Linked DNA regions of Nomascus leucogenys: region 1 is linked to region 2. The links are chromatin contacts, called in public Hi-C maps. All regions are on one chromosome and are shown on one strand. Each heading gives the region's core, a stretch centred on a gene start, on an enhancer-like site or on the middle of the called end of the contact. The rest is flanking DNA. Distances are from core to core; before and after follow the strand shown.

Evidence for each region. Hi-C and Micro-C count contacts between places; a contact is called where the count stands out from the background.
Region 1: a Hi-C map of a lymphoblastoid cell line shows a contact between it and region 2, with 8 times the contacts expected there. The contact joins two enhancer-like sites. A contact is called at or near these places in 4 of 4 Hi-C or Micro-C datasets (a lymphoblastoid cell line and an unstated tissue).

Annotation. Positions count from the first base shown.
Region 1 is chr12:22,034,323-22,039,514 of Asia_NLE_v1, forward strand. No RefSeq gene overlaps it. Among named protein-coding and RNA genes, the nearest start is that of FAM163A, 33 kb to the left of the region's middle. Within about 2 kb of position 2,604, the one cell type or tissue checked has an H3K27ac peak away from gene starts, as active enhancers do. A contact at or near this core is called in a lymphoblastoid cell line, where this site is marked.
Region 2 is chr12:21,937,752-21,943,060 of Asia_NLE_v1, forward strand. It overlaps FAM163A (protein FAM163A), which reads right to left. Exons shown (of 5, transcript XM_012511036.2): 2 at 2,688-2,779. Among named protein-coding and RNA genes, the nearest start is that of FAM163A, 63 kb to the right of the region's middle. Within about 2 kb of position 2,085, the one cell type or tissue checked has an H3K27ac peak away from gene starts, as active enhancers do. A contact at or near this core is called in a lymphoblastoid cell line, where this site is marked.

The DNA.
Region 1 (5,192 bases), core at 1,354-3,853, 97 kb after region 2:
TTTGAGAAACTGAGATTTTTATAATGAGGGGGAAAAAAGGAATTCTGCAATAAATTTGCTAGTTACAAATTGTCCTATGGGAAAATTATACCCACCCACCCCCCTTTTTCTTAACCAATGTAAAGAACCTTTTCTACCAATATAAACAAGATATAATCCATGGGTCGTCTTTACATTGGTAGAAACAAAAATCACCTTATAAATTTTACAGACTTGTAAAATGTTTGAGTCATGCATGATCAGTTGTGTAAATAAAGTAGGCTCATTAGAAAATGTTGTTAGCATGACATAAAAAGTTATATAATCATCTTTCATCTACAAGTTTTGGGAAATTTTTCTTTAACTTATTTTATTTTATTTTATTTTTCGAGACAGAGTCTCACTCTGTCACCAAGGCTGGAATGCAGGCAAGATTTCGGCTCACTTCAACCTCTGCCTCACAGGTTCAAGCGATTCTCGTGCCTCAGCCACTGGAATAGCTGGGATTACAGGCACGCGCCACTACACCCAGCTAATTTTTGTATTTTTAGTAGAGACGGGGTTTTACCATGTTGGCCAGGCTGGTCTCGAACTCCTGACCTCAAGTGATCTGCCTGCCTCAGCCTCCCAACGTGTTGGGATTACAGGCAGGAGCCACTGTGCCTGGCCCCTTTAACTTATTTTTTACTTTTTTCCCCAACCAACTGGAATAATATCTCCCACATTTCCTTTTTTTCTTTTGTGCTTTTGAAATACCATTTATGTGCTTTGGAAATACCTTCCATACACTAAAACTAGAGACAGGTATATGACCTTTAAAATCCAGCACAGGTTTTTTTGAGAAATCTTCCTCCAATATACCCTTCTCTCCAACCCTAGAGTGAGTGAAGTGTTCTGTGCTCCCAATGTTCCCTGTATGTGCTCTATAATGGCACTTATCCCAGCCTGTCGTAGTTGCTTATTTTAAGTTTCTTCTGCCCTGTCCCACCAAACTGTGAGATCCCTGAAGACAGGAACAGTCTTTCATCTTCAGCATTGAGCCTGATGCCTGGCACACGGTAAGTCCTCAACAAGTATTTGTTCATTAAATGAAGAAGTTGAGCTTTAGCCATCCAGAATCAATTGTCTAGATGTCTGTTCACATTTGGTTCTAGTGTCTCTTCTTACAGCCTCTTCATAAGTTTAAAATGGATCCTTTAAATTTGTGAGAAGCTAGAGACTTATCCTGGAAGAACTCTAACAACCATCTTTCATTTTATATGTGATTAAATTATACATTGTTAAAGTGATGAAATTTAACATCTTTTCATAGTTTAAAAATGCCATGTCCTATTGCCATATATGAGGAGTTAGAAATGAGGGACCTACTGACTGGTATTTGTCTGGAAAAGGGAGGATTAAGAAGTGCAGTTGTCTCATTTACTAGAAGGGTCAATGTAATGTTTTCTCCTTGGCAAAAATCTCAAGATTTTAGTTAATTCTCATATTACTTTGAGAAATAGAATAGAATCTAAGAAGGTTCTATTTGGTCCTGGTCATTCGGAGCCTCATTTTCTTATTTATTGCCTCTCCAAAAGGCAAGCACTCCAGGAAGTTATCTAAACTATTATAGTCACTAGTTTATTCCTTTTCAATTGGTTTTGTCACATTCCCTTGCTAGATAGCAATATTTCCTGGGTATTTGTTTTGTTTTTTGAGACGGAGTCTCACTCGCTTACAGCTGGGATAATAATGTTTACTGCACTGCACTCCAGGCGCGATCTCGGCTCACTGCAACCTCCGCCTCCTGAGTTCAAGCGGTTCTCCTGCCTCAGCCTCCTGAGTAGCTGGGACTACAGGCATGCGCCACCACACCCAGCTAATTTTTGTATTTTTTAGTAGAGACAGGGTTTCACCATATTGGCTAGGCTGGTTTCGAACTCCCGACCTCGTGATCCGCCTGCCTCAGCCTCCCAAAGTGCTGGGAAGACTGAGGAATAATTTCAGACTCTAAAATGTGGAATGGGTCAGTGTCACCTAGCAAGGTCCTTGGGTGGATTGTAATAAGGGAGGGCAGGGCAGGGGGACTTTGTGGCCACTCATGGGGCAGAACCAAATAATGGTCAGAGGGAAAAGAGCTGAAAATGAACATTGGAGAATGTTGAGGATCAGTAGGGCTCACTTCCCAGTTTTGCCAGGCCAGCTCTGCCTGATGAGATCTGCCAGGTCTATCTATGATTTTCTTCTAGAATATTGGGTGTCATCCAAGGTGTCCTGAGTTCTAGCATCTGGTCATTTTTTACAAGAAGAAAGAACAAGCTCTTGCTGTGGGCATTTAGTTAATGCCAGGGCCGACTTCTTACCCCTCTATGGCTGGTCACAGTTGCGCACTAGGGTGCACAGTTGCTACCCTCTTTAGTAAAGGATGAGCTCTTTTAGTCAATTTAATACCCTGGAGACAGGAAGTGACACAGCCTGTGTCAAACAGGCCCCCAGTAAATTTTCAATGAATTAGAAAATGACAGCTCTGTAATCTGGTGACTAGGGACATACTGGAGGCCCACCTGGAATGAAAGGGGAAAGGGAGAAGAGAAAAGGGCATTGCAAACCATCCTCCCCTCAAGATACTTCTTTCCCCATTTTCTATTGTGTGTGTTTTAGCCATGTTAATACTATACCTCTGTAACCTGCCCTAGACTTCTCCAGCTAGCAATTGCATATTAAGATGGTATTAGGCTAGTGCAAAAGTAATTGAGGTTTTTGTCATTGAAAGTAATAGCAAAAACCACAATTACTTTTGCACCAACATAATAATATCTTTAATCAGTAATTCCAGACCCTAATAGTGCAGAAATAAGGTGGGTCAAAAATTTACACAAGGCTGTTGAGTAAACATTATTATACCAGCTGTAATGATTTTTTTTTTCTCCTGGGACTTTCCAGGGGAAATGATTTTTCAGTAGCAAATCTGCTTCTCTGCTCCACCTTCCTGTTGGCGTCAATCGAGACTGACGCCAACAAGCTTCCTGCGCTTTAATTCATCTCTGCTGAGCTACTGCATTGGGGTCATAGAGAGGTTACAGCAGATGTTCTTCTCACTGCTCCTGCTTAATAGTCACTTTGGTTTTCTCTTGGGGGTTACCAAAGTAGGAAATAACCTGGGGGGAGATGATAGGATATAAGGGCTTGTGGCTCTTGCGGTGATTCTGGCCAGTCAGGCCCAATTCTTTTTCATTTTATCAGTCAGGCAAGAACCTCAAGCTCATTGCCTGGTCCTCCTAGGTAGCATTATCTTGTTTATCCTTGTATTCTTGGAGGTCAGCACAGGACCTGGCACATAGAAAATACACACTTTTTTGTTGTTGTTAAATACAGGGCAATACTGAGGGTGTGGGGAACATGGCAATTGCCTGGGCAGAGAGCTGTGGACAGGTCTGTGCCTTGAACCAGACCGTCCCACAACAAAAGGACCACTCCAGCTGAGGTGTGAGCACATTCTCCACCTCTGCCCGTAATCTCCTCTCCAGGCTGTGCATTCTCAGTTTGTTCAGATATTTATCATAAGTTGAAACAGAGGGAATATGTAACGCAATGGAAAGGAGCAAAAGCCTTTGAAATCATTCACAATAAACAAACATTTATTGTGTACCGAGGCGTTATTGTTCTAGCCTCTTGGGATATGATAATGCATGAAATGGACAAAAATACGTGCCAGGTGGAGTTTAGATTCTGGTTGGTGGAGACCTACAGTTCACAATAAAAAGAATGAGTCATGTTAGAAGTCAGGCGCTATGGAAAAAAGTGGAGCAGGATGAGGGGCGTTGGGAGCACAGGGTTGAGAAGTCATTTTAGAAATTACCTCTTTGAGAAGATGCAGATGCTGGAGGAAGAAGAGCCAAGGCATGAGCCCAAAGTGAGGAGCTATGCACTGGAAGAAAGTGAGGAGGCCAGTGTGGGGGAGTGGAGTGAATAAGGGGGAGATCGTGGGAAATGAGGTCAAGGAGGTAACGGGGGGCATCATGTAGAGCTGGTGGATATGCCTGGCAGATTTAGCAAATAAAAATATGCAATCTCGGCTAAATTTGAATTTCAGGTAATGAATAATTTTAAAAATACAAATATGCCTCAAATATTGCATGAAACCATACTTAAACTGGAAAGTTATTAACTGTTCACCTGAAATCCAAATTTAACTGGGCATCCTGCATTGCCTTTGGCAACACCGCTGTGGACCATCGTAAGGACTCTGAGTAAGACTGGGAGCCCTCAGGGGGCCTTGGGCAGAGAAGGGATGCCAGCTGCCTTGGAGCTTGAAAGGGCCACTCTGGCTGCTTTGTGGAGAGCAGAGTGAGAGAGCACTGTGGACAGCAGGGAAGCCAGACGAGGCTGCGAAGTGGTCCAGGCTCAGCACAGTAACTCTGACCTGGTGGTGGAGGTAGGGTTGGTGAGAAGCCGGCAGATTCCAGACACATTTTGGAAGCATAGCCAACAGGATTTCCTATAGATGTAGATGGTAGTTAAAGCCAGGAGACTGGGGGAATTCCCAAGAGAATGAGGCCTGGTGTCCTGCAGCATTAAGAGGTCAGGAAAAAGAGGAGGAGGCACAAAAGATGCTAAGGCTTTGACCAATGAGTACGAGGAAACCCTAGAGAATGAGATGTCCTGGGAGAAGAGAAAGAGTGTCAGGGAGGAGGATTGTCAAGTGTATCAAATGCTACTGATAAGTCAGATGGGATGACTGAGGGCTGACTACTGGATTCAGCATGGAGTTGCTGGAGACCTTGACAGGAGCAGTTTTGGTGGAGCAGTGTAGGTGGAACTGGAATTGGTTTAATAGGTAATCGGAGAAGTATAAGAAGATAATACTGGCAGCTATGGTGAAATCTCACATATTTAAGGTCCTACCACTTACTAGCGTGATTCTTGGTAAATAATTTTCTGATCCTCAAGTTTTTCCTCTTGTAAAAAAGGAATAGTAACAAGGATGCTGTAAATATTAAATATGTAAAAGTTTTGGCATATAATAAGCATTTAGTAATTGGATATTAAGATTATTGTAATACAATATTAATTTCTGACATGATGTTGGCAAAATACATTTCTGTGCCTCGATTTCCTTATCTGTAAAATGGGAGTAATATTACCACCTACCCCATGGTGGTGCTGTAAGGATTACATGATGTTATCTACATAAAAGCACACAGAATAAACAGCTTGTGGCACATATGAACTCC
Region 2 (5,309 bases), core at 835-3,334:
GCGTGAAAGCTTATCCAGTAGACAAGGTGGGGAGGGCAGAATGAACAGTTCAGGGGTTTGAAGAAAACAGTTCCAGGAACTGCGGGGGATCTGGCGAGGCTGGGACAGGCCAGGGCAGGCATGCGGCTGGAGAGGCTGCAACCCGGGCAAGGAATCCAGATGAACTCTCCTGGAGACCCTGGGGGTTTCCTGAGGGGGCTTTTGACAGGGGAGCGTGTGGTCTTTCTTTTTCCGTCTATTTAAATCCTGCCCATCCTTCAAGGTTCTGAGAAGCCTCCCCTGATTGCCCCAGCCCCGAAGCTCTCTCACTTCTGGGCTCCTATTGCAATGCCCTTCATGGTTTGCTCTTCAAATCCCGCTTGGTGGGATGAGAGTCAACTTTTCATGTGGGAACATCTTGACTCCTCCACTATATTTTAAGTCCTCTGGGATCAGGGGTTGTGTCTTACCCGGTCTCCTATCCCCTGCAGCCTTATACACCATGCCTGACACATGCCGGGTACTTAATAAAAGCTCACTGTTTAGCTTGTCACAGCCCTGGCAGTTATGACTCTGACAGACCACCAGGGGGCAGCAAGCTGTCCCTCTCAGCTCAATCCCATCTGCAGACTTCAGCGTCACTGTTGGCAGACCACTTTGATTTTGCCCAGGTGCATGGTGGGCCATGCTTCAGGGGTTTCTTGGGGCATCTGGAGGCGGGGTCAGATGAATCTCAGCGTGGGGAAGGCTTAGGCACTTTCACTACAGCACCACTTCATCCCCCCACCACTTCCCTGCATATTCATCGCTGAGGGCTGCTTATGGACAGAGAGGTCTAGGAGTGACCTGAAGCTGGGGAGGCAGCAGTGATCCACCCCACAGACAGGCTTGGACTAGTGTTCCAGGATGTGCCCAGCCTGTTTTAGGAGACAGGGAATTATGGAGAAGCCATATAAGAACAGTGCCCTCCCTCCTCCCTGCCCCTGTGCTGGGCCACCCCTCTTTCAGGACCACACAGGCTGCGCACAGCAATGGCCTGGACATCGGGGGCATGGCACTGTGGGCAGAGCTGGGGTTCTCAAGGCCCAGGTTCGAGGATCACCTGTGCCACTGAGCAGCTACCCCATATTGGAAAATGACCTTCCTTCTCACTTGTAAAGCAAAGATGAACAAAACACTCAGCTCTCACATTCCTCTCACGTCTCCCTCGCCAGTAGGATTGTGAGGAATGGTAACCAAGGATCGCCTCTCTTCCTCTGAGTTCTCAAGCGTGACTGCGAGGAACGAGGGGGATGGGTGTGAGAGCTCTTTGTAAACTAGAAAAGACCCCACAAACATGGTTTTGGGGGGGCCTCGACATGTTGTGGCTGTTTAGGTCTGGCCTTAAAATCATAAGCCAGAAAGGGACATGTACAGGGTGTGAGATGAACTAATCAACTCTCAACCAGTTTCCCTGAAGGCCCAATACTAATGCAGAAAAATATTTTTTTGAGACAGGGTCTTGCTCTGTCGCCCAGGATGGAGTGCAGTGCTGCAATCTCGGCTCACTGTAGCCTCGACCTCCAGGGCCCACGCGATCCTCCCACCTCAGCCTCCCAAGTAGCTGGGACCAAAGGCGCGTGCTACCACGCCCGGCTAATTTCTGTACTAATGGTACAGTTTAGCATTTAAATTCCCATATTCAGTGGCTCTCTACGATTTCAGGAGGGCTCATTGTCTCTTTGTAACTAGATGCAAATGCTGGCAATAACTCCTTACACCCAAACAGCAGCCTACAGTTTACAAAGTGCTCCATTTATGCTCTCTTATGGCGGGCGGGCTCTGAGATGGCTCAAGTGGTCACTGCCTCCTGGCAGTTATGCCCTTGTGTACTCCCCTCCCCTGAGTATGGGTGTGGCCTGTGACTTGCTTTAACCAATAGAAAACAGCATGGGTAATGGGATGTCACTTCTGTGAATAGACTATATAAGATTCAGACTATTCTCTTGCTAGCCATTCTCTCTGATAGTTTTGATACTGAAAGTTGCCATGTTGGGGAAGAAACCGAGGGTGGCCTCTGGCCAATTCCTGGCTGGGGACTGAGGCCCTCAATCCAGCCTCCCAAAAGGAACTGAACAGCCACATACATGAGAGATGAAGTGGATCCTTCTCCAGTTGACCTTTGGGATGAATTGACAACCCCAGCTGAGACCTTGAGGCAGCGGGTCAACCAGCCACATCTGGACTCCTGACCCACAGAAACTGAGAATCACTGTGTGTTGTTTTAAGCTGCTGAGTTTGTGGTAGTTTGTGATGCAGCAAAAGATAACGAATACATTCTTGAATCTCACAAAAGCCCCAGCAATGCTGGAGGAGAAGCGAGACCATTAAGTCATTTGCCTAAAGTCATAGCATAACAAGTGTCTGAGTCAGGGTCCACACGCCACTGCTGTGGAGTTTCTAACACACCAGCTGCCTACTGAGGTGTCCTGAGGACAGGACAAAGAGGTCCCTATGTTCCCACCTAGGTCTCAGCAGGTCTGGGGCAGAATGACTCAGTGGTGGCCAAGTCAGGGAATGGGGGTAGCCAAAGAGGACAAGCCTGCTACCCACTAAAGAATACTAAGGGCCTTCCCTCTGTGACCAGGACTTGCTGAAGCTCCTTCCCCACTGGTGGCCCAGACACCCTCTCCCAGGGGAAAAGGGAGTGGCCCATGCCTTACACTTACGTGAAACAGCTGGAGCAGCGGTGACTCAGTCACACGGGCTACCCCTGAGCAGGCAGCAGTTGGGGGTGCATCATGGCCAAGGGCATCAGTCCCTGCCAGAGAAGAGAAGGGAAGGCCCATGAGAGCTGGACAGGGAGGCTGAGGACAGACAGGCTCCTGCTGGCCCCCAGTTGTGACCCCACGCCTCTAGAGTGGAAGTCTCTCCAGGGGTTTGCTTCTTGAGGTAAACCCCCACAGCTGCCTTGGTTTCCGAGGCTCCAGCCTAAGAACCCAAGAACAGACCTGTAAGGTTACACCTATTCCAGCTTTGTCTCCTTCCCTCTGTGCTGCTGCTGAAAGCCTGTGCCCAGGGCAGTGGCAGGATGCTGGGCACGTGTCTGGGAGGTGACAGTGAGTGGGGCAGGGTGTTCGGCTGGCTTTCTCCTGCTCCACTGGAGGATTTGGATCCGTGCCCAGTGGATGCGTCCTTGTTGCCTGCATGACTGACCCTGCTCTTAACATACCACTTTCCCAGCCCCTTCCCCACCGTTTCCCGGGCCTATTTTTCCCAGTGCCCGGGCTGCACGCTTCCTTCCCCTACTCCAATACCCTGACTTCTATCAGGCCAAAGATGGCGACTGGACAGCCAGATGGGCAAGTTCAGGCTGCTGTGCTGATGGTGGAAGGGGAGGCAGGGTCCTCCCGAGACATCCAGGAATCCAGGGTAGGCTAATTTTTGGGGGTTTCTTTACATTCTTTCATTTGTTTATTCATTTAACCAATCAATCTAACCCAGGACAGTGTTGATTGATCTTTTTTTTTTTTTTTTTTTTTGAGACAGAGTCTTGCTCTGTCACTCAGGGTGGAGTACCACTGCAACCTCGGCCTCCCGGGTTCAAGCTATTCTCCTGCCTCAGCCTCCTAAGTAGCTGGTACTACAGGCACGTGCCACCATGCCCAGCTATTTTGTGTTTTTAGTAGAGATGGGGTTTCACCACGTTGGCCAGGCTGGTCTCAAACTCTTAACCTTAAATCATCCTCCCGCCTTGGCCTCCCAAAGTGCTGGGATTACAGGCTTGAGCCACCGCGCCCGGCCAGGGCAGTGTTGATCTTTAAATAACCACTCAACATTATTCGGAAGAGTCTGGACCCTACACTGAGAGAAGGAGGGAGAGGAGGGATGCCCTGTGGGGCGATGCTCAGCCCCGGCTCAGAGGAGGAAAGGCCCCCCTGGGTGAGGGACGTTCGTATTGGGGAGGAAACCCAGCCACTAACCACATCCACAGAGCCACCTTCCAAGGGGACAGGGCGAACCACCTCCAGGTTCTCACCCTCGGCCAGAAGCTGGAGGTCAAAGGACAGACATTAGCATGATGCTTCACGGAATGGGGCTGTCTGAGCCCAGCAGCTCTCGGGGGCAGAGCCCTGGGGAAAGCTGAGAAGGAGGCAGAGTGATTGCGTGACACAGCAGCCCTGTCCCCGTATCACCTCCCTCCTAGATCTCGGCCTTCCTACACTCTCCCAGCTCCTGCCTTGGACATTCTGGGCACTTAGGCTTTCTTTTCTCCAAGATGTTCTCACTCACATTAACCTGTGACGTAGAGTTTAACGTGACTGGGTATCACAGTGGGGCTCTTCCTGCACGAGTTCTGACAGGGCAAAGGATAGAAATCAGAAGGCGAAAGTGAGCCTGGGGCAGGGCCCTCTGCCCCTGGCTGTGCACAGACTGTACAATGGGAATGTAAGAACATCCGTCTCAGGATCCGCGGATGCTTTCACCCACTTTATAAAATACGGATAGGACCATAAATTGGTGAAGGTTTGCTGAGGAGATTTCCATGGTGAGAGGTGTTGCTGAGCTATGTATCCCACGAGAGGAGAGCTCTGGGGCTGGCTGTCTTGAGTCAATATTGTGTAAGTGTCAACAGGGAGAAGACCTGAACTGAAGAGGCTGCAGGCGGCCTCCAGATGCCCAGAGGTTGAGCAAGGGGTTGCAAAAGACTCCTGGAAGAGAGATGCAGTGCTTGAGTGGGTGAAGGGAACTTCGGAAGAGAGGGGTCCAGCCCAGCAGGGAACCCCAGGAGGGCCCACAAAAACATTTCCAAAAGCAAGAGCCAGTTTTAAGTTTCTCCAAGCTCTCTAACCAGTAAGAACCCCGAATTTCAATCCTGGCCAGTGGTAAAACAGCAGCTCCTGGGCGGGTGGTAGGGAAGAGAGAACAGGGCGGCGTAGCAGCAGAGGGACGTGTGGGGCCCACCTCAGGTGCTTCCAGCTTGAGCGGAGAGAAACTGGAAGAAAGGAGAAAAACAATGCGGTCAGAGTGTTTCATTACTCATGATTATTAGGCATTTTTTTTTTTTTTTGAGATGGAGTTTCGGGAGTTTTGCTCTGTTGCCCAGGCTGGAGTGAAGTGGCACAATCTCGGCTCACTGCAACCTCCGCCCCCCCAGGTTAAAGCGATTCATGCTGGCTTTAAGGCAGGATGCCTCAGCCTCTCAAGTAGCTCAGATTATAGGCGCCCACCACCACCCCCGGCTAATTTTTGTATTTTTAGTAGAAATGGGGTTTCACCATATTGTCCAGGCTGGTCTCAAACTCCTGACCTCAGATGATCCACCTGCCTCGGCCTCCCAAAGTGCTAGG